Regions from separate parts of the Zea mays genome. Here all the other regions are linked to region 1. A link is a contact called in public Hi-C data. All regions are on one chromosome and are shown on one strand. Each heading gives the region's core, a stretch centred on a gene start, on an enhancer-like site or on the middle of the called end of the contact. The rest is flanking DNA. Distances are from core to core; before and after follow the strand shown. Region 1 holds the start of LOC100273435 (Diaminopimelate epimerase chloroplastic). Region 2 holds the start of LOC103650536. Region 3 has its middle 45 kb from the start of LOC103652175.

Region 1 (3,072 bases), core at 216-2,715:
GAACAATTCAGATTAACAGACTGTATTAAAATTTCTGATTGTCCATAACCTGGAGATAAAAAAAGGAAGCAACATAATGAGATATTTATATCTACTTTTCTTTAGCAGTGCGAAAAAAAGAAACATATATATCTCGTCCATTTGTTTAGGATTGAAAACATGATAGCACTTCAATTGTTTAACAGCCAGAACATAGCTGGTCATATAAATATAGTAAAAAAATTGTTGGATTGGAAACACGATGACACTTCAATTGATTAACAGCCATTCAATACACAAAACTTACAGATCAGAATTTTAAAAATATATAGCCCCAGTCCATGTTAGAGAGTGAGACATGTATGGTATACAGACTATAAATCTGGTATGCCTGTGAAATAGTGGATATAATAAAGATACACCAAGTGACCTAAAATACTCTGATGATGCTTAGATTGGTAGATGTCCCCATCTATACTAACTGGTAGCTAGGCAAATTATAAGAGCTCAAGCTACCAAATTGATTTGAAGGCTGAAGTTTGCATCTACAAGTATTTGAAGAACCTCACAGGTCACAATTACACAACTACATTTTCCCTCCTTTTGCATTAACAAGCTCACATGGTAAACCTGCACCGACTTGGCAACAGAGACTGGAAAGCGGTAACCCTCAAGTGCCATCGCACTATGCATAGCTTAGCACAATTTGGTGGCGGAGAAGAATGACTACCAATAAGAATTATGACAGCCTCAAAGATAACATTTACAACCGTGCTATAGAATTCAGTATAGTGATGAAATGGTGGAGACACACGCACCTCTGGTTCGCTGCCATCAGAGTTGAAGATTCTCATGGTGTAGTCGGCACCATTGACCCCCGGCATGACGAAGATAACACCGTCGGCGCCAATGCCGAAGTTTCGGTCGCACAGCTTCGCAGCCTCCTCGGGCGTCACCTTCGGCACCGACGAATCCCTGTTGTCCACCTACGAATCGAAACATGAACAAGCAAACAAAACTTAAGTGTCTTCAGTAGCAGAGCTTTCAAAAATCAGAACATCACGGATTGCACAAATTCTCGACGTGGGGTCACCACCCAAATGAACACTGCACGGCGCGGAATAGTTGAAGAGAGTTGGGAAACGGAAACAGTCGCACCATTATGAAGTCGTTGCCGAGGCCCTGGTATTTGACAAAGTGGAGAGCGCGCTCCGACTCGCGGCGCTCGAGAAACGAGGTGGCGGCGCCGGACCTGGGGGCGGACACTGCCATAGAGGCGACGGCGCGGCGTGGAGCAGCGGGGACCCCGCCTAGCGGAAGGCGCACGCGACCGCGGGATGGAGCGGTAGGGTTGGGGACGGCGATGGAGATTGCGACGAAGGTTGTGGTGGCGGCGGCGGGCGACATGGCCGCTAGAGGCTAGAGGGGGTGCGGGAAATCGAGCGCGTGCGGTTCGGGACTGGGAGGAGGAAGCCGATCGGAGGAGGAGGTCCGGGGGGTAATTTTTTTTTCAGGGGAAAGGCTGTAGGGAACCTACAGCGCGATTTGTTTTTTACTGAGGAGATGCTCGATAAAAAAAACGAGAGAACCTCTAATAGAAAAATATTGGAAAGGAAGAATACTTCTAACATGAATATCTGTTCCCATGCAATAATCAGAAATTCTTGACCGTGTCTAGCTGGAACAACCTGTTCTTCCTGAATACCCTGACAGAATTTCCTGCTGCTATTATATAATATATTCAACTCTATTTGGTGTTGTCTCTTTTTTTTCTTTTGCTTTCTTCGAACGTGATCAATTCTCGCATGAATAGTTAACGATCCGCTATGTCTAACATTGATTTCTTCGAACGTGTCAATTGGACAAATACGACTCGAATGAATATCTCGACTAGAGATGGCCAAACGGGCCGCCCGGTCCGGTCCGGTCCGGTCCGGGCCCAGTAAAATCCGGTCCGTTTTGGGTTTGGCTCGCCAGGCACGATTAGAAAATCGGGCTGGACCGTCTAAACCCGCGGGCTCGATTTCTGTCCGAGTCCGGCCCGTTTAGCACGAAAAAGCAGGCTAAGCGGGCCTGTAAGCACGTGTTAGTGCAAAAAGGCGAGCTTAACGGGCTTAGAGGTAAACGTGTCGTGCCGGGCTAGCCCACCGTGCCTAGTTTCCTGTCCGAACTCGGCCCGCTTATTCGTGTCGGGTCAGCCCGGACCCGCATAGAACCGGGTCGTGTCGGGCTCGGACCAGGCCCAAACAGCGGGCTTCGTGTCGGGCTCGCGGGCCTCGTGCTTATTGGCCATCTATAATCTCGGCTCTAAAAACTTGTAGTGCTCCCCGTCAATCCTCTATGACCCAAACAACTCACTTTTTGCTCATGAACCGTTTATGTTAATAGATTGGTTTGATCAAAAACTTGAGCTAAGGGGTACGTGCCAACCTCATTTCTATTATTTTCATAACCCGAACAGACCAGGCCGAACAAAAGGTTCATAAGGAACAATCTTCTTCCTAGCCATTTTGTCAATGACTCCCAAGCTTACAAAGATTAACAGAAAGAGAGTACCTCCCTGATTCAGAGACTACCCCCAACCGGCATGCACCCAAGTTTGCAAGAAACCACTTCAACCACGGAGGCAGCCAAAAAGTCCAGGACAACAGAAATTTGGAATTTTGTCATCATTAAAACTGAGTTTCGCTATATTGTCATCGTTTTGAATGGCTTATTCCTAATGTCATTATGAAACATGTCGCACCCGCTGGAATGCCATCTAGGTGTTTAATAAAACAAAAAAGAAATACATATATCTGTAGGTCAATTTTGCCCCTGCCATAAAACATGCGCTGCTCATCAGCCCACGCGCCATCGTCCCGCACCCGTTCCACGTCGCCGACCCGCCCCCAGGGAGATCACGTACTGTCATCCTACGTATACATTTGATTAGCATTTCTTTCTTTTCTTGTATGATTTTGCTTTTCTCGCATGCTAACCAGTTACCATTATGCTATTAGTTAGTTAAACGCACATGCATCGTCACCATGCATGTAACAAAGTAAACGTCATGGATTGCGACTTTCTTCCCACAACATGGACATTTTACTC
Region 2 (3,072 bases), core at 263-2,762, 230 kb after region 1:
CCCCTATATTACTTTTTTGCGTCACATCATCAACATTTCACCCCCTAAATTTTCATCTCCCGCAGCGATTCCCCCTATATTATCCCCTATATTCCACTACAACTATAAAATATTATTATCTAACCCTATTCATCTTTTATTTCTTTTTTTTTGTTCAACTATTAAATAGGGAAGCACTGTGCAAGGGGGCGCTACAGTGCTCCCCTTGATCTGGGGGACGTGCGCGTCCTCCCCTACGGCTGTAGCACGTAGGGAGCCGTTTAGCACGCGCCTTTGGAGCGTGAGCGTCACTCTAAATGACTATAGGGCTAGGGGAGCGCGAGTGTAGCGGATGACGCTGCAGCTAGCCTTATATCAGGCGCAGCTACTTCTACTGCTATGACGTCTATCTCCATATATAGAGGCTAAATTCGAATACCACTAAAATTCTTGACCCGACGTATGGACGTATGGTCGCTCATACGATCGTGACCATGTCGGCAGACCACCAATCTTCCGACTTGATCATGATGAGGTCGCAAAACAGCTACTACTACGTACTGACTATTACTTCTGTATAATATAAAGCACCGACTATTGTTTCTGTATATCATGAACATGTATAGTACTACAGTAATGTAAAATATTCTATGATGTATTTTTTTAATATTATATAAGTACTTACGGTGGTATGCACTGTGGTACATTTTAGGTCGTTCATATAGTATCTATGCGATGTTTTTTTTGTTGTTGTTTCCATTATATTTTTTCTTTTTACTATTTTTATTTCCTCATGCCATGTTATGATGCCCACATAATTTGGACAGAGGTTAATATATAGATTATATGTTGAAATGACTTTCTACTTTTATTTTGTCCTCCTAAATATTTCACTAATAGTAACATGCTAGGCCATTAAAATCCCTTCTATCGATCCTTAGAACTTTGTAGCTTGTATCTCTTCGAGTCTTCGACTCTTCCACTAGACTCGCAGACGCATGGACTTTCAACAGACCTGCGGCGATGTACGTACTAATCGGATCTGTGATTTCCGGCTCGATCCTAAAACGGGAGAGCATGACTTGGACGCGTTTTCCGAGAACCATAGCTTTCAAGTATAATAGCCCTCTAACTCAACAAGTGATGTAGCTGTTCGGACTACTACAACTACAATCTATTAGGACAAAATACTGTAAAAGCTAAGCTGCAACTAGATTAAAGCCGCAACAAGCCACAACAAAGAAGATATAGAGTTAATAATAAACACTCATATAATAAAGTTGGTTATCGGTTGATTTTTAGATAATCATTTGTCTTTTTCTCTTTCATTCTTTTGTCTTGAAGTTCGTGTAATACCTAGCTATTGCATGAGAACCCACTTCCTACTTTTTAATGTCTATCTGCTCCACATAAAAAAAAATGCCATACAAACCCATCATTATACATGCTCGTATACGTATACATCACTCACAAGCATGAATTCATATATCGCAACCCCCAACCACACCCCCTCCTACTCTGCTGTTGCTTCGCCTGCCCGCCTTTAATTTCGTCCTCCAATCAAATTTAAAGAAAAATGCAAATCCAGTGAAGTAGCCAAGGGACACACACTCGGTTTGTTTCTACTAACACCACCCTCTCTCTATATAAGCCCACGCACATTGTGCTTGTGCCAAAGCAGTCCAAACACGCAACGCAACACTCGCCTTCCCCTCCCAACCCTCCGAACCGAAGCAGCAAAGCTAGACGATGACGCTGACGATCCCGGACGAGGTGCGCGCCAAGGCGGAGGTGTACGTGGGCGACGCGGCGGGGCAGGAGAAGACGCGGCTGCTCCTCCAGGAGACGGGCCTCCCGAGCGGGCTGCTCCCGCTGCGGGACATCATCGAGTGCGGCTACGTGGAGGAGACGGGCTTCGTGTGGCTCCGGCAGCGCCGCAAGGTGGACCACTACTTCGCCAAGGCCGGCCGCCACGTGTCCTACGGCGCCGAGGTGTCGGCGGTGGCCGACAAGGGCCGGCTCAAGAAGATCACGGGCGTCAAGGCCAAGGAGATGCTGCTGTGGGTCACCCTCCACGAGATCTGCGTCGACGACCCGCCCACGGGTAAGCTCCACTGCAAGGCCATCGGCGGCCTGTCCCGCAGCTTCCCCGTCGAGGCCTTCGAGGCCGAGGAGCCGGCGCCGCCCGGAGCCGGCGGTGTCGTTCCCAGGGACGCGGAGGAGGAGGAGGAGGTGGAGAAGGAGGAGGGGGAGGGGGACAAGAACCCGGAGCAGGAAGCGGCGGCCGAGAAAGACGGCGACGCCCCCGCTGCCGCTCCAGCCCCTGAGGAAGCAGAGAGCAAGGCCGAGGAGAAGGCCGACAAGGAGGTGAGCTCGGCCGATCCGGCGGTGGTGCACGCCGAGGCGCTGGCCGCCAAGAACTGATCATCGCGGACGATCCATATGGGATGCATCCAGCAGCCGTACGTGCACGGCGTACCTACCTACCCACCGGGCCATGCCCATTATTACTATTTACTACGTACTACTGTGTCGTCTCGTCTGTCGCATTATATTCCTTATTATTATTCACAGCAACCACATCGTCGAGACCAACCAACTCAAGGGAAGCACAAACCTCCAATTCCATTCAGAATAATCATCCACGCATCATGCTATATATGTACCCTCTTTTATTTTTTTCTCTCTCTTTTAAACTTGCTGCTGTTATTTGTTATTTGAATTAAAGTTACGTATACCGTATACGTACGTCAAAGAGTACGATCAGTATGTGTCCATGGGTTCATGCTTTTTTTTCTTGCGCGCTCTGGCCGGCTATAGAGCAAGCGCTGCGTGTTGTTGTTGTTGGCGTCTACGGAGATCCGATGAGAGCATGGCAGTTCCCACTGCACTGCACCCACCATTACTCTGTCCAGCTACCACCCACACGTGCGCGCGCGCGAGCAGTACTCTCAAGCGGGCTTTGCGGCTGTTTGGTTCAGCTTCCGGGCGGCTTCTGGCCGCCAGAAGCAGAAGTTGGAGCCAAACGCGCCGCTTCTCGTGCCGCTTCTCCACCACGCGCTTCCGCTGGAAGCCGTCCGCGCACTTAACGCC
Region 3 (3,072 bases), core at 164-2,663, 140 kb after region 1:
CCTCAAAAACAGGATTTAACAGTATTTCTGGAGTATAATGTGTGAACAGGTATCTTCGGACTCAAGTCGGTATCACAGCAGACCAGAATAATACGAAGGTTGATACAGCGCCGAAGGTGTGAGCAAGAAAGCTTCGGCGTGGTAGCAAAAAATGAAACCGACTTAAAGATGAAAAGGCTATTCAGACCTCGATAGATTACTATAGAATTATTATCAAATGTAAAGGGCATAAATGTAATTTTGTATGGGCTGTGTCCTGTGCCTATAAATAGGTGAACAGTACCCCGTACTGTTCACGCTGATCTGTCAATCGCTTTTGCGTCACGCTTGTACTTTCATCTCCTTCAAGCTGAAGGTACATTTGTAATTCGATGTTATTTCTGTTTCTACATAATAATAATGCAAAGATAAATTAATAATAATATGCAATTGTCTATGTTATTCTTTATATTCCTTATAATTCATCCTCCGTCATTGTATTTATGAAGGTACGTCCTTCATAACCTTCGTCCGAAAATCATTATATCCTAAGGGGAATAATGCTTCGAAGGACGAAGGACTTTAACTATTAACATTTTTCTATGTTGCCTTGTTCTTAACTCATAGCATTTGATAACAAGTCCCCAACACCTCGGTCACCCGCTAAAACAAAACGACCAAATAAAACAGCCTAAAAGGTGGCACAACAAGCATCACCTATTTATCCAGTGATTACAAGATACTTTTCACCCGCCTACTCATCGTTGATATATTATCTTGTTCAAATGTGGAATGCTACGACGATCAACCCATACTTGCATAGTCTCTGTGCCTATTCAAGTTGGGGGCACCTCCATTATGTTCTGTAATACCCAAAAAGTGTAAAAAGAAAATATAGTTGATTTACATATATGTGTTTGTCTCCATTTGTTATAACATGTGAACAATCACATCACAAGTTATTAATTAACTAATGACACCCAAAATAATGCATGCATCATACTGGACTTTATTTGTGTGTGAATATGTTAGTAATAAAAATTTATAGAAAGACATTAATGTTCAATTTGGAATTTAGACTTAAATTGGAATTCTAGAAAATGGGAGAAAGCAAGGCACTAGATATCACAAAATAAATACTAAAAATAAATAAATTCACCCATGCCATGTCTAAGATGAACATTTAATGAGAAAACAAATTTACCAAGGAGTTTGAATTTGAACGGGAATTTAAAATGATGAATTTGAAAATTAAAAGGAAAAGGAAAGGGAAAGGAAAATATAAAAGAAAAAGGGAAACACTGAATGGGCCCAGACTTTACATTTTGGCCCAGCCAGACCTCCTTCCGCGTGCACTCGACCCAGCACGGGGGATGGCGCGCCGACATGCGGGGACCACCCGTTAGTCGCGTCCTGACGTCTGGGCCCGGACTTAGCGGATCGCTGCGCGCGTGGGCCCTCTGGCTGTCACGCAGGACCCACTAACCAGTCCCCATTGGAGCTTCTAAGCCTCAGTTTCTGTCAAGTGGGGGCCACATGCCAGGGCCACTCTCCGCAACAAACTCCATGGCTGTCGTGGGGTTCCGCTTCGTACGGATCAGCCGAACTCTCGCCTAGAGATCGTGCTGCGAACCCCAGGGGTGCATAAAGGACTCGGCCATCGACTCAATCCACTCGCCCCAATATCCTCCCGCTTTCCCTGCCGCAATCTCGAGGATTCCTCGCCGCCGCGGTAAGAAACAGGGCTGCCGCGGGAGTGTTCCGGCTTACCGTCTACCGCGCCCGGTGTGGGGCTTGGGGACTACCCTTGGTGGTGGGGCAGGCTCTCGTGGCCGCACTATCCGGAGTTGGTCGCCAGCATCGGACGAATTGCTCGCAGAACTTGCGAAATCACCGCAGAGCCCCCCGCCCCATCCCGTGGGCAGTGCACGTCGCACCACCGTCGCAGGTAAGAACTCCCTTGATGAATTCGCGCTACTTTCCTCTTCATTTCCATGTCGCTTAGGTTGAATCAATCCGTGGTCGTCCGTTCTGCGATTGATGGTCCCGATTAGATCGTGAATGTTTAAAATCCGAACCATTGGATATAAATCCAAGGATCTGCACGATATACCGATTCAATGAATCATGGATCTAATCTGTGTCATCTGCTCTTGATCGGATGGCTAGGGTTACTCCGTACCCCTTTGGCTTGCGCAAATTGTAAATGAGCCCTCGGGCTTTTAGCGAATCAACTTGCAGTCCTAGCGGATGTATTCTGAGTCTTATGAATAATCGCGCAGTAGCCCCTGTCTTTTTCGGTAATTGACGCGCAGTCCAGAAGTCAGTAAAAATGAATAAATGATTAAGGAAATTAATTTTTAGTATGAAATTAATTACAGAAACCTGTATAATTCCTAGAAAAATCATATTAAGTCCAAATTGGTCTATTCCAGTTCCTATAATTTTGTATTAATACTGTCTATAACTCTATAACACCGTTTTAACATGAAAAGTGTATTAAAATTGATCTCATTTTGGTAGTTTTGCTATTGCTCTGTATGGTTTTGGGTTTAATATTACATTATGTCCATGTTCCAATTATTCTGTTATTTTATTTATTATTCATGTCAAGGTCATTATTTTAATTGGAACATGGAGCTTAACTTAAGAAACACGTGCCACCACATGGGTGGAATGGGACGTCCTTGGCTGACTAACTAGGAAAGCTAGTGGATGACTACCTTACCTGATACGGGCAAGGGCAGTAGGGAAGTAGGCATGTAGGGAGGTTTCCGGGTTGATTTTGCTGCGATGGCGGTCAGACGGGGGATTCTTGCATTGCTCTTCCTAGAACTGTAGTGGGTTTTCTAAAGCTAGTGGAACTAGGTAAAGGCCTCATAGAGTTACCCTGCCTCGCTTTCTTGGTAGAGGTGTATGGGGCTCGTACAACCCCATGGCAGATGAGTAACATGACTTGTGGGTACAGGGTACAACCTCTATAGAGTGTAAAACTGGTATACTAGCCGTGCTCGCGGTCATGAGCAGCTCAGGATTCTCGCATGTTTAAATTATGGAACTAAAATCAATTTACCATTTGCATTGCATGGGATT

The links. A called contact is a pair of places that touch in the nucleus more often than the background predicts.
Region 2: a contact with region 1 is called in a Hi-C map of tassel, with 2.2 times the contacts expected there. The contact joins the promoter of LOC103650536 here to the promoter of LOC100273435 in region 1. A contact is called at or near these places in 2 of 25 Hi-C or Micro-C datasets (leaf and tassel).
Region 3: a contact with region 1 is called in a Hi-C map of ear, with 3 times the contacts expected there. The contact joins the enhancer-like site here to the promoter of LOC100273435 in region 1. A contact is called at or near these places in 2 of 25 Hi-C or Micro-C datasets (ear and endosperm).

The regions. Positions count from the first base shown.
Region 1 is chr3:128,804,071-128,807,142 of Zm-B73-REFERENCE-NAM-5.0, forward strand. It overlaps LOC100273435 (Diaminopimelate epimerase chloroplastic), which reads right to left and starts at 1,466. Exons shown (of 10, transcript NM_001147872.1): 1 at 1,138-1,466; 2 at 798-965. The coding sequence starts at 1,386.
Region 2 is chr3:129,038,810-129,041,881 of Zm-B73-REFERENCE-NAM-5.0, forward strand. It overlaps LOC103650536, which reads left to right and starts at 1,513. Exons shown (of 1, transcript XM_008676111.4): 1 at 1,513-2,745. The coding sequence starts at 1,729. The coding sequence ends at 2,403.
Region 3 is chr3:128,941,163-128,944,234 of Zm-B73-REFERENCE-NAM-5.0, forward strand. No RefSeq gene overlaps it. Among protein-coding and RNA genes, the nearest start is that of LOC103652175, 45 kb to the right of the region's middle. Within about 2 kb of position 1,414, at least 19 of the 20 cell types and tissues checked have an H3K27ac peak or open chromatin away from gene starts, as enhancers often do. A contact at or near this core is called in ear, where this site is marked.